3 separate regions of the Sus scrofa genome follow, and regions 2 and 3 are each linked to region 1. A link is a contact called in public Hi-C and promoter capture Hi-C data. All regions are on one chromosome and are shown on one strand. The core of a region is the stretch at or near the end of the contact, and the rest is flanking DNA. Distances in the headings are between cores, read along the strand shown.

Region 1 (4,045 bases), core at 593-3,092:
TTTACTCAAAAGTGCTCAGTTAGGAGATCTTTATTCTCATTTCATTTTTAGGTGATTCCTTCATGACCTATGCGCTTAACGAAATCATCTCATTAACATTAGATGCAAGTGGAAATCTAACACTTCTAATTTGGGGCAATAGTTAGGAGTCAGAAAAGTTAGGCGTCGGAAAAACAGGAAGAGCAGTTCGTTCTGAGAGTGGCACTCTGCTTTCTAGCTTTGAAATGATTCCAAAAGCATCAAGTTACCAACTCTGTTACCACCAGGTTCAAACTGGAAAGGTCAAAATGATGACCTTGCCTGAGAACCACAGCATGTTGTACTAGGATCTCTCAATTTTACATCCTTGTACGGTTTCAGGGATACAGGAGTATCTAGAAATTGTACATAAATCTGGGTATCTGTATGCACACAGCTACAGTATTCGATTCCATGGCTTCTAGGAGATGCTCAAAGGAATCTGTAAGCCAAAAATGTTAAAAATAGGGAGTTCCCGCTGTGGCACAGTGGCTTAAAGATCAGGCGTTGCCACAGCTGATACGTCACAGCTGTGGCTCGGATTCAGTCTCTAGCTGTGGAACCTCCATATGCTGTGGGTGCAGCCAAAAAAAAAAAAAAAATGCTAAAAATAAAGCCAGCTCTCATTCTGCAAATGACACCACGTCAAGATGAGATCCTAGTGTAAATTCATGTTCTTTCAACAGCTTCAAGATGCTTCCTTTGCAACATGAAAGTAATTTGCACGACCTAAGTTTCATGTCTTAGCGCTCAGTCATCTAAAACAGTAAGGTAAAATCGATAACCCAGACAGGAAATATACTCCAATGTGGCATTGCCTTATACCACTTAAGTTTCTCTGGGAAACAAACTTTTAAAGGTTCAGACACATTTTTAGGCTATGGAGTAAATAAAAATTAGCAGTGATAGATGGTGCCTAGAAAAAGTGATTTGGAATAGAAGAATAATAATCTGGAATGCAACAAGTAGAAATGTCAAGCTAAGAAGTAAATACTCTACAGAAAGACAAAAGAATTTGGAGTCCGGAGAAACCGAGATCCACAGAATGAAGCAAATCATACTGAAGACAGCTTGTGAATCCTACACAATTCTTCAATTCATCCAACAGGTATTTATACAGCATCTAATTGGTGCCTGACATCCTTTCCGTGCTTAGATATTCCTAAAAATAAAATGAATTACCCAATAACTCTCCCTTTCCTATTCCACACCCACCTTATCGATAATGCTGTTAACAATGAGAGGATTTTTCAAAATGTGCTGCCCAATGCCCGTGTTGAACATGAGTCCTGTAAGAAAACATGAAACAGCCTTAATTTCCTAACTAAAATCAAATATTAGACTGTCCCTTAAAAGAAAGTAGGAGAGTTGAGGGAAGATTTCTGTGCCGAGAAGAACCAAACATCAAGCTAGGATTGATAAACTAAGTCCTCCCCTTCTGCTGAAAAGGAAGCGAGAGGGCGGCGCGCCGGGCCTGTGGCCGGCGCTCGGGGAAACCTAGGACTTGCGCTCCCGGATCGGGAATCCCGCCCAGTCTCACTGTCCCGACCCACATCTCCGTCCTCGCCCCGGGCTTGGTCCTGCCGGAAGACCTGACTCGACCCTGCTCCTCGGCTGTCCCCACCTCCGGCGCTCTTCAGTTCCCGGCGTTGTTGTTGCCGCTCGCGGCGACGGACGCTCGCCCCCGACTTGATCTTCGGCATCTTTTCCCGCAGCGGGCCCACAGGCAGGTTAAGTTAGGGAGAACCTAACCCGTTAATCCCGAGAAAGTGCACCACGTGGGAATCGCCGGCCTGCACCCCCAGCACCGGTTCGGATCACGTCTGGGAGGGGCGAGAACCCGCCCCCTGGTTTGCTCTGGGGTCCGCCCTCAGAGACTGAACCCGACCTTGGAGCCAGATGGCTGCTGGGAATTGTAGTCATAAACTGAAGGGAAAGCCTACCTCCGGAGCCTACAAATCCCAGAAGGCGCCACGCAACAGATCAGTTTGGATTGGCTAGTTTAGAATGGGGGCGGGGCTTGTTGTTCTTACAGCTTGGAGCTAGTTAAGTACGTTTTGGTGTGTACCCAGAGATGTTGGAGGCGGTTTAAATTTAGGCCTGGCTTTTTCAGGCCAGGTTCTAGAATTGCTGAAGCCAAATGTTTTTTTTATTATGTCACCTGCCTATCTCCTGTTTCCCAGCAGATTGTGGGGTGAGAATCCCAGGAATTTGGGATGAAGAGCTTGCTTCTCTGGGGGTTGGAGTCCTCCACTACTTGATTTGTGGAAAGGAACTTAAAAGAGGTGTTTTAAGTTAAAATGAGGACCTCAGACTGTGACCTAATCCATTCTGACTGGTTTACTTTAGACACACAAAAGGGGGGTTGTGCTCAGAGGAAAGACTGTGTCATGACACAGCCAGAAGGAAGCCATCTGCAAGCTAAGAGAGACCCCAGGAGAAACCAACTCTGCTGACACCTTGATCTTGGCTTCTAGCCTCCAGAACTGTAAGAAAATAAATTTCTGTCAGAGTTCCCTTCGTGGCTCAGTGGTTAATGAACCCAACCAGGGTCCACGACAATGCGAGTTTGATCCCTGTTCTCGCTCAGTGGGTTAAGGATCCAGCACTGCCCTGAGCTGCGTGTAGGTTGCAGAGGCAGCTCAGATCCCCAAGTTGCTGTAACTCTGATTAGACCCCTAGCCTGGAAACTTGCAAATGACTCAGGTGTGGGCCTGAAAAAGCAAAAAAAAAAATATATATATATATAATTAAATTAAATTAAATTAAAAATAAATAAATAAATTTCTGTCATTTAAGCCACCCAGTCTGGCATATTTTATTATGGCAACCCTAGCAAACTAATGCAACACGTAATGAAAATTCATTTTCCAAGGGCCTACCTTAAACACACTGGATCATAATAGGATTTGGCCCTGGCAAATGCATTTTTGACAGACCCTCTAGGAGATTCTGATGCACAATGTAGGTAGGGAATCACTATTTTCTACACTAATATAGTTGGTCGGGAAATTCCTCCATAAATGAAAAAGGATTAGGAGGGCTATCCTCATCAGTACAGGGAAGCTGTTCTAATGATTGTATCATTTATTCTGGCCAAATTTCATCCAATTCTTTTTTCTCTCTGAAGTGAGACAGTATTGGATGCCTCATGAATCCATTAGTCCTAGGGAATTGTGTGATGCTGGGGTAGGAACTGCATTAAATAAATGACTATGTGGAGTTCCCGCCGTGGTGCAGTGGTTAACAAATCTGACTAGGAACCATGAGGTTGTGGGTTCGATCCCTGGCCTTGTTCAGTGGGTTAAGGATCCTGCGTTGCTGTGAACTGTGGTGTAGGTCGCAGATGCAGCTCGGATCCCACGTTGCTGTGGCTCTGGCTAGGCTGGTGGCTACAGCTCCGATTAGACCTGGGAACTTCCATATGCTGCAAGAGCAGGTCTAGAAAAAGGCAAAAAGACAGAAAATAAATAAATAAATAAATGAGTATGTGGGAGTTCCTGTCGTGGTGCAGCGGGTGCAGCAGAAACAAATCTGACTAGGAACCATGAGGTTTTGGGTTCCATCCCTGGCCTCGCTCAGTGGGTTAAGAATCTGGCATTGCCCAGAGCTGTGGTGTAGGTCTCAGACACGGCTCAGATCTTGAGTTGCTGTGGCTCTGGCGTAGGCTGTCAGCTCAGATTAGACCCTTAGCCCGGAAACCTTCATATGCCATGGGTGCGGCCCTAAAAAAAAAAAAAAGACAGAAAAAAAAAAAAAAAGAAATGAGTGTAGAATTTATGCTGGAATGTATTTGAGTTATTTTTGCAGCTATGAATGGTTTTGTAATTATAAAAAATAATTTTATGCTTCTCTGATTCATATCAGAATCCTTTGTTAATTAAAAATAATAATGTTTCAGCTTGGGTGTGCATAATTGATTCATTGCCATTCTTAGAGTGTTTTGTGTTATAACTTGAAAAAGAATTATAGCAATATTTTCTTTGGTAGAAGAGGCTTATTTAAATTCACAGCATGGGAGTTTCCG
Region 2 (4,045 bases), core at 688-3,187, 1.3 Mb before region 1:
CATAACAGAGTATTCTAGTGTTTTGACGAAAAAATTTTAAAGTCACAGAACAACTGTAATTTTCCCCATTAATTATTAAGATTATTATTAAGATCATAATGCCAAACCCTCTTCCAGGCAATTGGAATACCAGGATTAAGGAGACAATATACTACCAAGAAAATAAACACATATACAATTTCGGTGGCAATAAACTGAATGAAGAAAATAAAGCAGAGTAATGGGATGGAGAACCATTGAGAGCAAAGAAGGGATTTGGGAGCAGCGACTGACACATTTGATAACTTCCTCTTTAGACAGTCTTCCCTTAGCAGCCATGATACCTCATTACCCTGATTTTCCTTCTATCCCTCCGGTTACTCCTTTTCAGTTCCTCTGCAATCTCATTTTCTGCTTAACTTTAAGTGTTAATATTTTTCAGGTTTTTTTTATCATTGAATAGCTTCTCTCTCTTTACTCCACAAATAGTGGCTAGGAAATCTTATGTCCCCCTTGCTTCACATATCATCTTGCATTAAAGATACCTAAATTTCTCCTGAGCATCAAACGTATATATGCAACTGTCTACTCCACTCTCCAAGTGAAATCTTCACAAGTTCCTTGACAGCAATATGGGAAAAATCAGTATGAGCAAAATTAAAGTAAAACTTGCTCCCTCTTTGGGAAAAGATAACACCATGATTCACCCTGCCACACAAGGCACATAGCTGGGAATCATTGCTGATTCCTCCCTTTTCATCATTTTCCTATATCCAATTAATTTCCATGGTGACTGCATTTCTTATTTTTCAAGTATCTTCATCCTCTTTGTTCCAACTGCCAAGTCCCTGGCTCAACTCTCTCCTTGCAAGTTACCTAACTTAGCTCCCAGTCTTGCTCTGAACTTCAATTCATTCTCCAAGCAGATGACAAAATGCAATACTTGTCACTTTATTCTCATCTTCATACCTCTCAACCAAGCACACAAGTCTCTTCCTCATCTTGCCTCTGCCTACTTCTCCAGCTTCATCTTTTGTCAGTGGCCCTCTCTCTGCTGAATCCTCTGCTGTAGTTACGTTAAACTTTGTTCATTTCTGGCCCGTGCTCTGCCTTTAACATATTGCTTAGCACACAGAAGGATCTCACTAAATACATCGACAGAATGAAAGACGGAATTCTTGGAGGAGAGTTACTCCTTGGGAGGTGAGGAAGGAAGGAGGGAGAAGGAATAAAGTAAAACAAAAATATCCTCGGGAGTTCCCTGGTGGCCCAGTCGGTTAAGGATTCAGCCTTGTCACTGCTGTGGCTCTGGTTACAACTGTGGCTAGGGTTGGATCCCTGGCCCTAGAACTTCCCTATGTCCCAGGCCGGGCCAAAAACCAAAACAAACCAAAACATAAAAAACCCGCAAATTTAAAGAATGTGTGTGTGCCTGTATAATTGAGTTACTTTTCTATACAGCAGAAATTGGCACAACACTCAATCATAAAATAGCGAATTAAAAAAACCACAAAAATATCCTCATTAGGTTTATAGCGCCTTCACCCGATTTCACGATGGTACCCACCTGACTACAGGTATACAACAGATATTTTATTTTTTCAAGACACAGGAGTAAAGTCGAGCGTGGTGGGAGTAAAAGGATAATGAGGAGGGAAAGTATGAGCAAGGCTAACATAGCCATTGGTTCAGATTTTAACTGGCGTACTAGAAAAAAACTAAGGTTTTCTTTACCTCCGTGTGGACTCCGCTCTCCGTAGGCGAAGAGGGTCCTCCAAACCCGCTTGTCGCGCCGACAAAAACCCTAGCATCCCTTCCTTTTACCCCAGGTGGAGAGCTGGACGCCGCCATGACAGAACTCGGAGGCAGCGGGTGTAGCAGCGGAGTCTCACATTGGTTAAGCATGATGCGATCCCACCAATGGTGAGTGCCGTTACTAGAGGGTGGATTGCTCTCAGCCGGTGGGCGGGGTCGGCGGCGGGGGCGTTCTCCCCTTGGTAGCCTGGATCCCGGCAGGTCTTACCGCTACTGGCGCTGGAAGGTGATCCGGAAACATGGGCTGGCCTCAGGGTTTGTTCCGCGTCTTGTGGCGAGCACTGTCGAAGGAAGTGAAGGAGCAAGTGGGCACAGACCGGTTCGGGAACAAATACTACTATATCCCGGAGCACAAGAACTGGAGAGGTGAGATGTGGGCAGGGGCGCAGGTTGCGCGGTCACGAAGTGAGAGGAAAGGGGGAGCGTCTAGTTAACTAAAGCGACGTGCGGCACTTGTGATAATCACCAGAGTGCACAACCCGAGTTGGTTATCTCGCCGCCCCCTCCACTCTGGCCGCTGGCTTTGCGTCCGCTCTGGGTGAGCGGCCCCATGTGTGACCGAGGTACCTCAGCTGCAGCGCCGGGGTCCGCAGCCTGCCGCGGCTGGCGCTAGCACCGCACTCACCCTTCGCCCAGCACCTACAGTCTTGCAGGTGGAGGGCGCCCCAGTGTGGGTGTTTACCATGGGGCGACGTAGACGGGGACTAGTCCACTGAGGCCTTTTACCAAAGGTGCTTGAAGTGGCGGGGAAGTGCCTTTCCTCCTCCGTGCCGGCTTTGGGAGCAGGCCGGCGTGAAGTAATTTAAGAGGTGTATTTTCAGCGCCTCCGCTCTCATCTTTCTTAGCGTTAATCTTTTTTTCCCCGTGACTTTGGCATTGGCCCCATGCGTCACCTTCCTTATGGCCAAAACTGTTTGAAGTAGGTCCATGTACAGTGACAGTATGGAAGAAGATACCCGCAAGGCTCCAGGTTACCTTTACTGCGAGGTTGCCCTCCAGAAACTTGTTGAGCTCACTTTAAGATACATGGTTCTAACCGTACTTCTGTGTAGGAATGTGCAAAGTCTTGGTGTTTGGGGAGGTAGGGACCTTCCTGTCCATTGAAATCACACCACGTGGCAGCCGTCATAAGCTGTATTGTTCAAACATCACGATTTCAGAAGATCTCAAGCTTTGGGTTTAGAAACGTTTGGGTAAGAATCTCGACTTTGATACCTAATAGCTGAGGGATCATGGACAAAATATTTATCCTCCCCAAGTCTTAGTATCTTCACCTCAAAGTTAGAGATGATAATAATAGCAACAATATTGAGAAGCACTAAGACCTTTCAAAATTGTGTTCTGTTCATTTCCTTTAACGCCTGACAGAGGATTTCTCCTTCATTCCTAGTGGAGCCACAGGTAAAGTGTGTTGCTGGATTTATAACTCAAACTTGTTTTGCCTAGCCCTTTTCTGTAACTTAATATTTTAGACTTGTTTCTCTAATGAACATGTAGATTCTAATAGAGCAGTAAATAACCTAGCTTGGTGGTGAAGTATTTCTTGACAGATTGCAAGCAGGGTGAAAGGTGTTTCTTTTCCATAAGTTGTTATTATTATTAGGGCTGCACCTGGGGTATGTGGAGGTTCCCAGGCTAGGGGTCTAAACAGAGCAGCAGCTGTCTGCCTATGACACAGCCAGAGCAACGCCAGATCTGACCTACACCACAGCTCACAGCAATGTGGGATCCTTAACCCACTGAGCAAGGCCAGGGGTCAGACCTGCAACCTCATGATTCCTAGTCCCATTTTTTTCCACTGCGCCACGACGGGAACTCCTCCATAAATTATTGAGTAACATTTTAAAAAATGTGAAGACAGTGAGAGTTCCTGCTGTGGCGCAGTGGGTTAAGAATCAGACTGCAGTTGCTCCCATTGCTGTGGAGGAGCCAGTTTGATCCTCCACCCAGCAGATTCTGCCTTGCCACAGCTGCCTCTCTGGATTCAGGCCCTGGCCCAGGAACTTCCAGATGCCACAAGCAGCCAAAAAAAAGGAAAAAGAAAAGAAAACATTAGATAGACCTCCTTTTTTTTCTTTTTATTAACGTGTAACTTACATACAGTAACATTCGTTCTTTTTGATGTAGGGTTTTGGGGGTTTTTTTGGCTGGGCCTGTGGCATGTGGAAGTTCTAGGGCCACAGAGCTGTAACCATAGCCACAGAAGTGAACACGCCTGGTCTTTAACCCGCTGAGCCACCAAGGAACTCCT
Region 3 (4,045 bases), core at 759-3,258, 1.2 Mb before region 1:
CAAATTTGGTGTATGCAAGAACATATTAAATACTAATTAACAAAAGCACAATCATCAAATTTGGTGTATGCAAAGAACAAGGCACAGAGTATGTGAAATGCTTGGTGAAAGGGAGATAATGGATGGGTGTGACCAGGAATGAAACAAGAGAGTAAGAAAACCACAGAGGGAAAATAAAATAAAATAAAATATATTTCCTGGGCATTTCGAATATTACAATATGGAAAAAAAAAGAAAACCACAGAAATATCCATTCATATATAAAGAGATATAAGCAAAAGGTGTGACATGCTAGTTTATGACCTCTTTCAGCTTTAAGGACATGATTCAGTAAATGAGAACACATTTAATAAATGAAAAAATTACAGGTGCCATGCATTTTGTTCCATTTGGGGTTGGTAAGGAAGGATCATCTAGCAAATTCGGATGTTATGGATTTGAGTGACATTTTTCTCTTTTGCTTCAGAGGCTTTTCAGCCTTTCAGGTTTGTGTCATCTCTATTCAAAGTGTAGAATTAGAATATCTGGGTAGGAATGGGTGTGTATACAGTCAATTAAAATTTCACCTGGGATTAAAAAAATCATCTACCTTATGCTTGAATAGTAATTTTGTCCTGGGATTATCAGCCAATCACAATGTCAGGTGACCCTTAGTTGTCGTCTTTAGTTCTACCATACACTTAGGAGAGAAGGCTTAAATTCTATGTCCTGGTTGGGTTGAAAAGACTAGATAAAAGAAAAAAATTAAAGTCACATCTTTAAGGATAATTATAATTCTATACAACTTATAAATGACATGTAAAATTGCCTGGCACATTATATACATTTAATAGCTATTTCTAATTTAGAGAAAGAAATAATTACACAATTGCAAATGCCCTCTAAGAAAATCCTAATTACTAGAGATCAAATATTTTACTAAATTACTTATTTCAACAATAAAATTTTTTACTCATAAGATCAATAACATTTACTAAAACGTCAATTATTTGCTTACAGGGTTAGGTATACAATCGCAAAATCAAATACTGCCTTACTCTTTAAAGGTTTTTTTTTTTTTTTTTGTCTCTCTATTATACAATTTGTGTTCTTTATCAGAGATAAGTAAAGCAAATCACCCACAATCTCATCACCTAAATAAAACTACCATCGTTGGCTTTAATTATATCCTATCACAATTTCTCCGTATTTTCAACTGAAGACACATTAAAGTGACTAAGATACCGTCTTAGCTTCCCCTGCCCCCCAATTCGTCCGCTCCCACCTAAACTAGGCTCTACTGATATGTTTCTTTAGCTTCTCTAGCCCACTAATGAATTAACTAATGCAATACTCAGAAATAAGCAAAAGAACTCTGCAATAAAAGGAAAGCGGAAGTAAAAGACCTAGTTCTAGCAAAGTTTTAGCCATTATCACAGAGAAGAGTTACCGTCCACAGGACACGCAACTTCGGTGCCCCTCAATTTCGACACAAACGTCTGCTCCTCTACACTTTAAGGAATAAATATTACTCTTCTACCTTCCGAAAGGGGTCAACCGGACTTGCTCTCCGTACCAGACCCGCGCGGGGCCTAAAGATGCAACTGATGGCACCTCACTGCCGTCCGAACTTGTCTCCCTCGCTCACTCTTCCTGATCCAACCCGGCCGCCCGCCCCTGGGGCCAAGCTCACCCGACCCTCCGCCTCTGGGAGCGCGGGCCCAGCGGGGCTCGCAGAGCGGGCAGTCCGCGGGTATGCAGGGTCGTCCCCGCCACACCTCGCGTAGCGGGCGCACTATCCGCGACCGCTGGGCATGGGGGCAAGATCTCGGCAGCTGGCACCACCAGCCTCCTTACATCGTGCCCGGAACGTTGAGCTCCTAACCCTGCTCCCCACTCACCGCCAGGCCGGAAGCAGGAAGACGGAAGCGGCGGCTTTCCCGACCCGCCCACAGGCCGGCCTTCGCCTGGATCCGGCCTGAGGAAGTCGAGGGGCCAGTTTCCGGCTGCGCCATTGCTCTGTGGGTCCCAAGATCCGGACTTAGAGGACGCGGGGAGGGCGGGGCGGCGCCCGGCTTCCGGGTAGTGGCAGGTGAGGCCGCGTGGGGCCAGCGGCGGCTCCTTGCTGGTCTGTGGCTCTGGGCCCAAGACCCGAGCCTCCTACAGGGGCGGCCCCCTGCCTGAGGCGCGGGTGGGTTCCGACCTCCGAGAGCCGGTGTGGAAGCACTGAGGGGCCCCTACTTTTGCCCCCGAAGTCAGCGGGGCAACAGCCGCTCCCTTGCAGGAGCCGGGCCGTGGGCTGAGGGCCCCGGTGGGTGAGATCGGTGACCCCCGAAAACTCCGACCAAAGAGCTGCAGCAAGAAAGGAGTTGGTTCCCACAAACCGCCCAGAGTCAAGGTGAGGGTCACACAGCGACTCCTGAAGGATTCTAGCGAGTCCCTCTGGTTCACACTCCACCCTTTGCCCCTCTCATCTTCTAGTTGGACAATATTAAAGCCTCACATCGAGGAGACAAAGCAGCAGCCGGCCCTTGGTGGATCCACTGAACCTTCTTACTAAGGGAAAATGCAGCCATGCTGTGTAAAGAAGGGTTTTATTTTAAGAACCTCACTCATTTCACAAAAGAATGATCGATACTTGTCCAAAGTAAACTTGATAAATAGTTAAGCTGTCTGAGCATAGAGTTCCCACAGAGGTACTTGTTCTTACAATACACAAAGGGATGCAAAAGTAAACAAGCAGAGTAAGTTAATACTGTCTTCTAATCTACAGGAACTGAGAGATTAACTCTGGTTTGGTTAGTGATCAAATTTTGTGATCGCTTGCACTGAACTGCTCTGTTTGACTACTTCTTAAAATGTTGCAAGACCTCTTCACTCTTGTGTGCCAAATAAAGCAGGTTTTTATTCTTCAAAGACTATAGAATGTTCCCTTTGAGGAGCAAGCTGTAACATGTATAACTAGTTTAGGTATAACAACAGTAACTATTATTTACCAGGGAACAGTCTTTTGGCAAATAATCTAATGATCTAAAATACTGTTCGTTGGGCATATGTTAATGTTTGTATGTTGTATTAGCAGCAGTTGTTTTCTTAGTCATTCTTGTTTGAAAACTTGGATGATGGTTTCAAAGCTTGTGCTGCTTGGACCTAGCCTGTACCTGTAGTAGCCAGAAAAAGCAGACTCAGTCACTGGATTTTGTGTATTGAAAACTTGACTTGCTGCTGGTAATCTTACGTGATTTTTTTTTTTTAAAAACTTGCTCAAATAGTAATTCCAGAAGAGGATCATAATTTATTTTTAACGTCCTTCACTCCAGAGGCCAATATGTGTGTTATTTTAATTGTGGTTAGACAGTTTTCCTAATTACTGCCTTCCCAATAGTTTGCTCTGCTGCATCCCATATGAAATGCATAGGAGGGAGTTCCCGTCGTGGCGCAGTGGTTAACGAATCCAACTAGGAACCATGAGGTCTCAGTTCGATCCCTGCCCTTGCTTAGTGGGTTATTGATCTGGCGTTGCCGTGAGCTGTGGTGTAGGTCGCAGATGCGACTCGGATCCCGCGTTGCTGTGGCTCTGGTGTAGGCCGGCAGCTACAGCTCCGATTTGACCGCTAGCCTGGGAAACTCCATATGCCACGGGAGCGGCCCAAGAAATGGCAAAAAAACAAAAAAACAAAACAAACAAAAAAAAGAAATGCATAGGAGTCTTGGACCTGAAGAAAAGGCACATGAGAAGGAATCCTCTGTAGCTCTTCGGCTCTAGTATAAACCAGGCTTTCATACTCTAATTACTTATCTAGCTTCTAGTTCTAAGGCAGCCTGCAAGCCCAGGAATAGCATATGGGTTGCCAGAGCTGAGCGCCCTACTGCTACCTGCGTTGCCTTAATAAAAGATGGCATCAAGATCGGCTCAGATACTGAAGACTGCTTTTTAGAGTGAGGAGCCTTAGCTTATGAGTTGAGATTCACAGGCCTTGTCTCTGCTGATCTGATAAGTCATTCTAAAACTCTAAGCCTGTTTCCTCTTTTATATGTGGAAAGGTACTAAGTTATCTCTGAGGTT

The links. Promoter capture Hi-C pulls out the DNA fragments that hold promoters and counts their contacts. Hi-C and Micro-C count contacts between places; a contact is called where the count stands out from the background.
Region 2: a contact with region 1 is called in a promoter capture Hi-C map of liver, with 9 times the contacts expected there. The contact joins the promoter of NDUFAF2 here to the promoter of DIMT1 in region 1. A contact is called at or near these places in 1 of 5 promoter capture datasets (liver) and 2 of 47 Hi-C or Micro-C datasets (heart right ventricle and liver).
Region 3: a contact with region 1 is called in a Hi-C map of liver, with 7 times the contacts expected there. The contact joins the promoter of SMIM15 here to the promoter of DIMT1 in region 1. A contact is called at or near these places in 2 of 5 promoter capture datasets (fetal skeletal muscle and liver) and 1 of 47 Hi-C or Micro-C datasets (liver).

Annotation. Positions count from the first base shown.
Region 1 is chr16:41,109,361-41,113,405 of Sscrofa11.1, forward strand. It overlaps DIMT1 (DIM1 dimethyladenosine transferase 1 homolog), which reads right to left and starts at 1,843. Exons shown (of 12, transcript NM_001244313.1): 1 at 1,643-1,843; 2 at 1,234-1,307. The coding sequence starts at 1,721.
Region 2 is chr16:39,768,461-39,772,505 of Sscrofa11.1, forward strand. It overlaps NDUFAF2 (mimitin, mitochondrial), which reads left to right and starts at 1,938. Exons shown (of 4, transcript XM_021077006.1): 1 at 1,938-2,160. The coding sequence starts at 2,034. ERCC8 (DNA excision repair protein ERCC-8) reads right to left here and starts at 1,870. Exons shown (of 12, transcript XM_003133989.6): 1 at 1,714-1,870. The coding sequence starts at 1,790.
Region 3 is chr16:39,956,634-39,960,678 of Sscrofa11.1, forward strand. SMIM15 (small integral membrane protein 15) reads right to left here and starts at 2,009. Exons shown (of 3, transcript XM_003133993.5): 1 at 1,881-2,009; 2 at 590-726. LOC102161888 (a long non-coding RNA gene) reads left to right here and starts at 1,980. Exons shown (of 7, transcript XR_001301840.2): 1 at 1,980-2,377.